Linked DNA regions of Zea mays: region 1 is linked to region 2. A link is a contact called in public Hi-C data. All regions are on one chromosome and are shown on one strand. Each heading gives the region's core, a stretch centred on a gene start, on an enhancer-like site or on the middle of the called end of the contact. The rest is flanking DNA. Distances are from core to core; before and after follow the strand shown.

Evidence for each region. A called contact is a pair of places that touch in the nucleus more often than the background predicts.
Region 1: a contact with region 2 is called in a Hi-C map of ear, with 3 times the contacts expected there. The contact joins the promoter of LOC606484 here to the promoter of LOC100275405 in region 2. A contact is called at or near these places in 3 of 25 Hi-C or Micro-C datasets (ear and leaf).

Annotation. Positions count from the first base shown.
Region 1 is chr6:157,471,814-157,476,834 of Zm-B73-REFERENCE-NAM-5.0, reverse strand. It overlaps LOC606484 (deoxy xylulose synthase 1), which reads left to right and starts at 2,879. Exons shown (of 8, transcript NM_001164333.1): 1 at 2,879-3,004; 2 at 3,087-3,386; 3 at 3,532-3,954; 4 at 4,864-5,021. The coding sequence starts at 2,879.
Region 2 is chr6:157,124,275-157,129,853 of Zm-B73-REFERENCE-NAM-5.0, reverse strand. It overlaps LOC100275405, which reads right to left and starts at 2,508. Exons shown (of 2, transcript NM_001328158.1): 1 at 2,403-2,508; 2 at 1,892-2,218. The coding sequence starts at 2,409. The coding sequence ends at 2,022. It overlaps mbd120 (methyl binding domain protein 120), which reads right to left. Exons shown (of 2, transcript NM_001362800.1): 1 at 5,517-5,579; 2 at 4,069-4,760. The coding sequence starts at 5,564. The coding sequence ends at 4,227.

The sequences.
Region 1 (5,021 bases), core at 1,630-4,129, 350 kb before region 2:
TTAAGCCTGTCGGATGCATGTTGGGGACACATTAATTCTATGGCTTAGACCTTCTCTAGGTTAGCCTTGGTTCCTCTATGCGATACTAAGGAACTAAGAAACTTGTTCGAAGACACTAAATACATATTTTAGGGTTGAGCATCATGCAGGTTCGATGAAGGCTTTCAAACATGTTGGCTAAGTCCTAGAGGATCAAACCACTATGACATGACTTAACTACAATGTCCTCTACATAGACCTCAATAATTTTGCCTATGTAACCACCTAAAGTAATGTGTGTTGCACACACAATGGTGGATAAGGCGATTTTAGTCCATAAGACGTATTCACATAACAATATGGCCCCCAAAGAGTTACAAATGAGAGTTAGAGATAATTTTCTAAGTCCTAAACTTTTCTAGGTACTAAACGAAGTCATAACCATTTGAATGGTCTAAGGTCATATACCTTTTAGACCCTTGGGCTTGTAGAGGATCCTGTGTGACCAAGAGAACTATGTGCAGAAGTGTCCTTTTGTCAAGAGCACCATGAGGCCACTAGGCCCTAGGTTTTAGGTCATTCATACGGATGGAGGTGACAAAAATAACTCTTGCTTCGCCCCTTCCCCTGAGATCAAGCCTCCCAGCAAGGTAGGTCCTTGGGGCATGGGGCTTTAGGAGCATAGGTCTGATAGTAGCCAAGACTCCTGATAACTTTTTCATGGGGTCCTTGAAGATGTCTTGCCAACATCTAGAAATATAGCTTTCCCCAAATGATGGCAATATTATTATTTTGAATTATCTAAATGGCTCAAGAAATTGAGATCAAATTTTTGTAAATAAAGAGACTACTAACTTATTTTTGAAACTCATCAAAACAACAAATGATTTTCAATGGTCACATGAAGCAAATTCTAACATTGAATCACCAAAGGACATGATAGAGAAAGGTGAAACTAACTCTCTTCAACCTAAGTTGTCACAAAACATTTCCTTACATTCTTCTAATTTTTATTTGGGATTCTTGGTACCAGCCCATGCTACATTACCCCCACCTCAACTCTATCTACCCATAGAGCCATAGAAGAATAGACTCATAGAGCAAAAAAACCTTGATCGGTGGGGGTAAGACAATCCTTGGGTATAGGATTAAGAAGAAGATCTTCCCACACAAGTCGAGAAAATCCCAAACCCCTGTCATACCCATACACAGTGGCACTGTAGCCCATGTGAGAACGACACCAACATGGAATTCTCTCCCGTAGGGAGTCAAACTTATGACCTGACGAGTGCTACTCAGACCACCTAACTAGTTGCTAGAGGCCCTTTCACAGAACCATGGAGCAAGATATGCACCCTGTTGAAAAGATGGAGGTATGGACACTTGGCATCATCATTTGTAGGTGCCCGAGTTCTAGAAGAACATGATGTTGCAGTAGGAGTTAACTTAATAATGAAATTTAAAATTAAATGCACCTTCATGTCTTTAAATCAAACATAAAAGAGAGAAGAGGGTAAAAAAGTGTAACATCTTTATCTAAAAAATAACTTGTAACAGAAGTGGCTTGCATATTGACGGAACTAAAGGTGGATGTCAGCGGTGGCAAAGTGAAGATTATCAAGAAAAAAGGAGATTAGCATCAAGAATGTAGTAAATACAAAGATGATATATATAGTTGCATGACATTTCACTTGTCCTTACCATAAATAGTGCTTGAGTTGTGATAGTGTGTGATGTTGCATAAGGAAATTGGGTCTTTTTGTTGTATTTGGGTCGAGTGAAGGGGGATCAAACATGTATGGGAGCAAAAATTGAAATAAGCTTAAACAAGATTACTTATAAACTAGAGTGTTTGTTGATCATTTTAATAAATTATATTATAGAAGTTGAATCAGACATGTCAAGCGGCATCAGAGGCAGCAAGCTCCTATGTTTGCTTGACCAGCATGTAGCAATCCAAGCTACTAATTTTAAGTGTTTTGTGGTTAGAACTTGTTGCCTAGCAGCTATTTTCCTTCTAGGGCAGCAACCAAACATGTCCTAAGTGCATGTGGAGTTGTTATTACAAATTACTCAATGTGGCGATGTGCAAATTTACAAAGGTATTCTTTTGGGCAATCAGGCTTGGGTAAATCCTCAGGGCTTGTTCGATTAGTGATAGATTAAAAGAGATTAGAGATGATTAAATCTCTTGCTAGTCAAAAATTGAATAGAGAGAGATTTACTTCTATCCACCAGCAACCGAACATGGTCTAAAAGGGTATATAATTATGGGAGCCGTAGATGTAGGTACGGGGACAAAAGTCCTTTCTCTATGCACTTTTGTGCAGCTCCTACCTCACTTCTCCACAATTGATATTTGTTTGATTTGTATCTTATCCCATATTATCCTCTCGGGATACTTGGTCGAGCTGGCCCAATGGGGTGCGACATTGGTAGGACACCCATTGCTCTCACTCGCTCCCGCCGGTTGCTCGACCCGGGAGGACGAGGGGGGGGGGGGGGGGGGGGGGGGGGGGGGGGGGGGGCAGGGCAGGGGCACCTTGGTCCTTGGGCACAGGCGAATGAATTCCAGCCACACGCGCGGCCATGGCCTTCCCCACCTACGTGGTCATCCACACTCCCCTCGGCATCCCGCATCCCCTCGTCCCCGGACCCGCCGCACTACTGCTATAGGCGCATCCCCGGCGCCTTCGCACACTCTCTCCCCGGCCACTTCCCAAATCCGCCCGCCATTCATGCACCCTTCTGTGCACTGTCAGCGCCACCATTAGCTCGCAGCTCAAGCTCGCCACTACCATTTTGGTCGGTTCTTGAGGAAATCGATCGAACCGTTGGAGTGCCACCACTGGCAGAGGCTGTTGCATTCTTGAGTTGAGCAGGAAGAGGAGAGGAAGCAATGGCTCTGTCGACGTTCTCTGTCCCAAGGGGATTCCTCGGTGTGCCGGCTCAGGACTCCCATTTCGCTTCGGCGGTCGAGCTCCATGTCAACAAGCTGCTCCAGGCCAGGCCTATCAATCTCAAGGTAAGCTTCCTCTGCCAGTTGTACGCAAGCTAAATTTTCTCAGTTCCGTTCCGGTTAGTTTGATGGCCAATGCTGCGTGCAGCCTCGGCGGAGGCCGGCATGCGTGTCGGCGTCGCTGTCGTCGGAGCGCGAGGCGGAGTACTACTCGCAGAGGCCGCCCACGCCGCTGCTGGACACCATCAACTACCCCGTCCACATGAAGAACCTGTCTGTGAAGGAGCTGCGGCAGCTGGCCGACGAGCTCCGGTCCGACGTCATCTTCCACGTCTCCAAGACCGGCGGCCACCTCGGGTCCAGCCTCGGCGTGGTGGAGCTCACCGTCGCGCTGCACTACGTCTTCAACGCGCCGCAGGACCGCATCCTCTGGGACGTCGGCCACCAGGTACGCTGATGCGGCATGGGCCGCGCGCGCGGCATGGCTCTGGGTAACGTGCGCTCCATGTGAGCGTGCCGGGCAGGTCGCGGACAGGCTAGCTAATTAACCACCCCGGACCCGGGTTTTGTTTGTCTGATTCGCGCGCATGCAGTCGTACCCGCACAAGATCCTGACGGGGCGGCGCGACAAGATGCCGACGATGCGGCAGACCAACGGCCTGGCGGGCTTCACCAAGCGCGCCGAGAGCGAGTACGACAGCTTCGGCACGGGCCACAGCTCCACCACCATCTCCGCGGCGCTCGGGATGGCGGTGGGCCGGGACCTCAAGGGCGGCAAGAACAACGTGGTCGCGGTGATCGGCGACGGCGCCATGACGGCCGGGCAGGCGTACGAGGCCATGAACAACGCCGGGTACCTGGACTCCGACATGATCGTCATCCTCAACGACAACAAGCAGGTGTCCTTGCCCACGGCGACGCTCGACGGGCCGGTGCCGCCCGTGGGCGCGCTCAGCAGCGCCCTCAGCAAGCTGCAGTCAAGCAGGCCGCTCAGGGAGCTCAGGGAGGTGGCCAAGGTACGTCCGCACAAACCTTGGATGGGACGCTACATCACCCTCTTGACAGCCCGGCCGGTTAGGCAAGCGCCACGTAAGGGCTTGTTCGGTTATTCCCAATACACATGGATTGGATGAGATTGGAAAAAATTATGAAGAAGTTTGAGCTGTTTGGGATTCAAACCCATCCAATCCCGCTCAATCCACATGGATTGAGAGCTAACCGAACAAGCCCTAACACGTCAAATTTCCAGACTGTCCTCGTTCTCACGGAAGCGCGTAGATTTTCTGGAATCTTGATTAGTAGTAATTCCTATAGTTGCACATATTTTTTTATCAAATCATTAAGATAAATAAATAACCTTGCCTTTGGAATTAAATGGAAAACTGTCAACAGTCATCGGGCAGCAGCAGACGTACATGACGCGAGCTATGGAGCTTCTTGAATCTACTGCACGAAAGCGTCTGAATGAAACTTGTTTAGTCTTAGCGAACATGCCAAAATAGGCTGCGTCAGATGCAGAGTGACGTGCACTAATCTGCTTCTAGGGGGCATGCATGGACACATGTTCACCAGAAAGGCCGATGACGAAGCGTATACGAGCTAGCATTCTAGCAACAGTCCGTAGATTCGAGTAATGCCCACTACTAGGCAAACTTTGTATAAACAAAGCTACTCAAAGCATGGATGATGGATCTCAGGTCGCAGCAAGTTGACTCTAGAAATAGTTTATCATGCTACTCGAGCTGTATCCAAGTTTGACTGACATTGGTTCATCTTCTACTGGACTGGTCATAATATTACCTGGGCTAGGTTTTGACCGGCCCATTCTTGTTGGGCCGACAAGGATTGTGGAAGGAATGGGCGGCCCAGGTTTGCAGCTCTGAGTCTCTGACCGATCGCTGGCGTGCGTGCTTGTGCTTGTGCAGGGAGTGACGAAGCAGATCGGTGGCTCAGTGCACGAGCTGGCGGCGAAGGTGGACGAGTACGCCCGCGGCATGATCAGCGGGCCCGGCTCCTCGCTCTTCGAGGAGCTCGGTCTCTACTACATCGGCCCCGTCGACGGCCACAACATCGACGACCTCAT
Region 2 (5,579 bases), core at 1,259-3,758:
GCGCAGTATGGCTGAATGCACTATCGCTGAAGAAGCAATAGGGATGAAAACGGACGGAAAACTCTTCTCCCGTTTCCGCTCCCGCAATTCATCATCGGAAACGGGTTCGGGAGCGGAACAACCATGGACGAAAGTCGGTCGGGTTTATACGGGTTCACGGAAACGAACCAAAACGGCGGAAAATTAACCGAAAACGGACGGAATTTACCTCAACGGAAAAAATTAACCGGAAACAAGCACTCACAAGGTGTTGTAGCCATAGTCCAAATTCAATAGTCCACTAAACAACGAGAAAATAAGTCCACATTACCACATGATTATATGACCACATAGCCACTGAACAACAGAAAAAATAAGATTTCTTCACAGCCCGCCATCTTCATTCATGAATTGGGAATCACTATCCTGACCTTGATCCTATATTTTAGAATATACGTGTATAAGTATTTGCAAATGATAGGTAGCAGCAAGTAATCCTTGTTATTGCACTTGTGCCTTGAACGTAGTAAATATGGTAGTATGTAGCATAGCTATTAAATGCATAAAAGCTTCAAACAAACCGTAGGCACACGTCATAAGGCACCAACGTCAATCAGCAGCAGCTCGGCTGCCCCAACCACCCGGTGTCGCTGTGTCCGTGCCGTGCGGCGTCCGACTGCCGAGTCAATTCAGTGGAGCCGTGGTCTGTGGAGGCCTATTGGGCTTGACCGCTTTGGGCCTAGTGGGAGAGATGGCTGACAGATGACCACTTCGGGTTGTATCCGGGTTAAATCCGGAAATATCCCGACCGAATACGGGATCCTGACAATCCAATCGGAAAATAGTACTTCCCGTTTCCGTCCCGACCCCGCAGACCTTCCAACCCGTAACCCGTCCCGAACCCGTTTTTTTCAAAAATATGAAAACAGGCGGGTTAAATGTAGAAAATGGGTCGGGTCGGAACAGGATGCGACGGCCCGAGGGGGAGGTGGAGCTGGGATGTGGTGGTCGAACGCGGATTCGAACGGGAAGTGGAGGGGGATGAAAATGCAAGGCGTGGATGAAAAAGCAACTGCATCGCCTTCTTCGCCTCGGCTCCTTAGCGCGGGTGCGCCTCTGCTCTTTCGCCCATGTCAGCGTCCAACTCCCGGTCCAGCTCACACTCGACAGCTTCGGCCGTTCATGTGTTCGTGGGCTAGCCCAGCCAAGAGAGCACACCACTCACATCCCAAAAGTCAGGCCGATGAGAGGAGGGGACTCTCCCTTTTAAGCTGCCCACGGCCACCTTGGCTAGCTGATGTGGGACTAAAGCCGAGGCACTGACTACCGACCCCTGACATCCCACCCCTTGGGAAGCCCCCGGCCCAGCTCACACTCGACAGCTTCGGACGTTCATGCGCTCGTGGGCTGGCCCAGCCAAGAGAGCCAAAAGCCAGACTGATGAGAGAAGGAGGACTCTCTCTTTTAAGCTGCCCACAGCCACTTGGCTAGCTGATGTATGACTAAAGCCGAGGCACTGACTACCGACCCATAACAGGCTAGAAGGTGATGTTTTCTGCTTTTGTTTTTTTATCAACCCTTTGTTTTGTTTTTTTAATCTTGTTCTGGATGTTTCCAGCATGGACCCGAAAGCGGGCGCAACCAAATCGCATTTTGTTCTTTATCAATGAAAGCTGACTTCATCAGGTTCTTTTTCTTTACTGTCAGTTTACTTCGCCAGGTTTTTTTAACAACATTCCTAAGCGTCTGTTGGAGGTGTGTTCGGTTTTATCTATGTTCGTAAACTTCTGATGGTCAATGAGCCCATCCTTTTGTTAACAAAATTACCTTCAAACGGGCCTTGTTACGCTACGCAGATCACTTGCAAAGCAAAGTGCCAACGCCCTCGTTCTTTTTAAATCTTTGCTACAAATTTTACTGTGAACCGTTGTTTCAGCACTGCTCGAGACAACGCCCACGAAATCGCATTGCATTCCAGATCTAGGCAAATACAGATCTTCCAACACGAGCAGATCCTGCGAACTAAAGAGTAAAGACCCCGGCTACTTCTTGCCGGTGTTCTTGCCGCCCTTGGCGCAGGCGCCTCCCGCGGCCTGCGCCGCCTTCCTGGCAGCCTTCTCCTGCAGCGCCTTGGCGTCCCGCTCCCGCCGCTGCTCCGGGGTGAGCCCGTCGTCGCGCCCCTTGGCCGCGGGCCGCCGCGCCTGCGCCCTCTGCCGGTCGCGTTCCCTCTGGTCGCCGCGTGCAGCCCAGCCCAGGTCAAGGACGAAACGGAACCATCATCCGAAACACGCCGTTCCAACAGAAAACATAAAAAACAACGAGTCCACCATGACATAAAAGAGCAACGAACTGCAAAACCCGCCCTTACAAGAATCGATAGAACAACAGGAACAGAAAAAAAAACAATGTGTGGCCAAGGATATGAGTCATTGTGACAACTTCTGAACTTCGTAGGGAAGAGAGACTGCGGACTCGAGAGGAAGCCTCTGGAAGCAGTGGAAAACGTGAGGCCGACAGCCCAAGAATAGACGGTGCGGGAGATGACACGGTGGGGCAGAATTTATACGCAGCTGGAGAGAACGGAACGCCCTGTATCCAGAAACGTCCCTTGCTTCCGGAACCTTCTGCGCGGGGAAAAACAATATTGCAATAATTTGTACTCCGAAGAGCCGTAGTAGACTGATGCGATAAACCGATGGCCAGCCGTTCTGGGGCTTCTCGCTTTCCTCCCGCGTGTGCTCTACGCGACATAAGTTCTAAATATTCAAGTAGAAAGGTTTTAAGATGCTTGTATAAAGTTTCTGAATTCAAAATATAAGGTTTCAAACAATAAAGTTTTAAAATATATCTACTAGCCTGTAGGAAAAAAATATAGATATGCAAACGGCAAAACTATTCCTATAACCCACCTAATTTAGATCCTATTTAAAACTGCTCTAACTCTAAAAACAATTTATGGTGAAGGATAATTAGATGCTTCAGAAAATTTTAGAACTAAAATTGTAAAAATTAGTGAAGAAATTATTTTGTCTATGGTTTAGATTAAAAATATTTTTAAAAACTATTTAAATTTATATTGTAAATTGTAGCGTCAAATTAGAGTTCTAATATGGAGCAATCTTAAACACCCACTTATGTCAGACATGCATCATGCACTGCTCCTATGTGTTGCAAGCAAGGTTTACAAAACCAGTCGGTTTTGGCGATAAATCGTTCGGTTTACCGAAACCACCGAGACGTGGTTTTGGTTAACCACCGGTTTTTTCAAAGTTCATCTACTTTGATATTATACTTCAGTTTATCTATTATGGTAGATGTGTGTTGTATTTATATAATTATGCCGTTATGTAACATGTTAGTTCCTTGTTGTGGAATAGACACCTAGACTATTTATTGTTGGTCATAATTTATATTCGGAATTTAATATAAAAATGTCTAATTACTCAACAGTATGTAGGTGACAGCATAAACGAGGAAAAAAATTATTTGCATCCCGAATGCAAAACACACTCATTTTCAGTCTCTCACACCCACTACCTGCAGGCTCATATAAATAAAAGAAAAACAAATTAATAATGAGTTAAGTTGTAAATTTTAATCTGTTTTGTGGATTTTCAGGCGGTGGATGTGAGAGACTACAAAAGAATGTGTTTGCACGAGGACGTAGAGAATTTTTTTTCCCGACGGAAGAATCGTGCTTCCATTGACATACAAGATGTAGGGTCACAATGAAAACATCAGCCAGGAGCAAGAGATTATTGAAGGCAAACTTCAGGACGGACAACGAAACTGAAGGCCTGAAGGCGAGACCAGTGCACCATCAACATCATCGAAAGAACTCTCTGGCATGCCAGCATCAGGTCAACGCTGCTAGTCTACATACATTGTTGGTCCTACACATTTGTTTCTTGTCTTGTGCTACACTGTATGAAATGTTAGATTTTGCTCAAGCTTTATGCGCACAGACATCTAGCTATGATAACGAGATGCACAGTCACCGACTAGGCTGCTAGCTAACGGGAACAACGTGCATATACGAGATGACTGAAGAACAAAAGTTAAGGAAGCACAGTTTTAAGGCCTAAGCAACTAATTATTAAACATCTCATATATTCCCCAGGAATTAACACGCAAGAAGACCTACTACATTAACTTCAGCCGAGATAGACAACCGTACTAGATAGGAACGAGACGTGACGTGATCTTGAGCGGACTATCACCTACATAGCACAGGGCACAGGCACAGTTCAGAGCATCGATGCCTCTCTGCTTTCACCTATTTTGTGTGCCTCTCTGCCTTCTCCTGTTTCTTGGCCTTGGCAACCTTGCAGAGGCAGAAAATTGTGAGAAACAACAGTCTCCTCAACAACCTCGGGCGGTGCAAAGTCGAAATCCGAAGCAGATATGCGGCTTTTGTACGCTGGATTTGCCTCCAGAAACTTGTCCACGTCACCAGCACACCTCGCACGCTTCCCATTGGGCATGACGTAATACGTGTCCATTCTGGTGTAGTCACCGCCCATAATCACTAGCCTCTCCGTCTCTGGTGGAGGCTTTGGTATGTTGGGCGTGTCCAGAACCCAGATACGGCTGCTGTCGTACTCGATGTCAGCATCGTCTTCGCAGGAGCAGTCTGGCCGTCTGCTGCAGAACCATGGATCCTTGGTGAAGTTCTCACGGAGTGTCTCGAATTCTTCTTTTGGAACAGTACGCCATTTGTAGCACTTGTAGCATTGCACTGCGTACAAGGCAACAGAATCTTTTGTAGAACCTCGTTTTCTCTGCCAAACAAAATGGGTCTGTTATTTTCTAATTTATACCATCTTTCTGAATGATAGAAATAAAATCTGACTCTAATCAGCAATGATTATGGCAAAAACAATTATGAGGGATGTTTGCATGACACAGCAGAATATTATTTTATGGTTTTTCCTAGGCTGAATGAATCAGATAAAGAAAGACAGGAAGGTAGGAGGGAAAGCAGTCATGGGTTGCACTCCCACCTGATTACTGATTCATCTTCTTTATGCTCTGATTTCAAGAAAGGAGGATGGGGTTGTTTTCATTGCCAGTAACTGCAGAGGAGAGTTCCTAGAGGGAGGTGCTAAAAAACTAAAAAGGGAGGTTGAGCCCACTGCATGCAGAGGTATTTGGCTGAGTCTGCGTCATGCATCTGATCTTGGCATCCAAGCGGGCCCTAAAATTGGTCAGTGGATCCAAACGGGCCCTAAAATTGCACGCAACATTTTTCGCATCAGATACGATCTAGCGCGCGCAAGCCTTTCCGAACAAAAACATCCAGATGCAACCAAGCGACTAATAGAGCCACTGAAATATCCAACCAAGTGAACACCTGGTAATAATGACGTACGTATGACGTATCTGGCACGAAATAACCACCCACATCAACATGCAGGCCGCCATGGCCGCAGGCAAGAAAGCGAAGGGGAAGAGGCCAAAGCTTCAACGCATATCAATCCACAAACAAGGTACCAGCGACCTGCGAGGAAGAGTGCGAGGGAGTGCTGAGTGCAGACCTGAGAGCCTTGAGAGGGGGGCGAACCCGGTGTTGACCCTGTTGTCATGACGGCGGCGAGGTG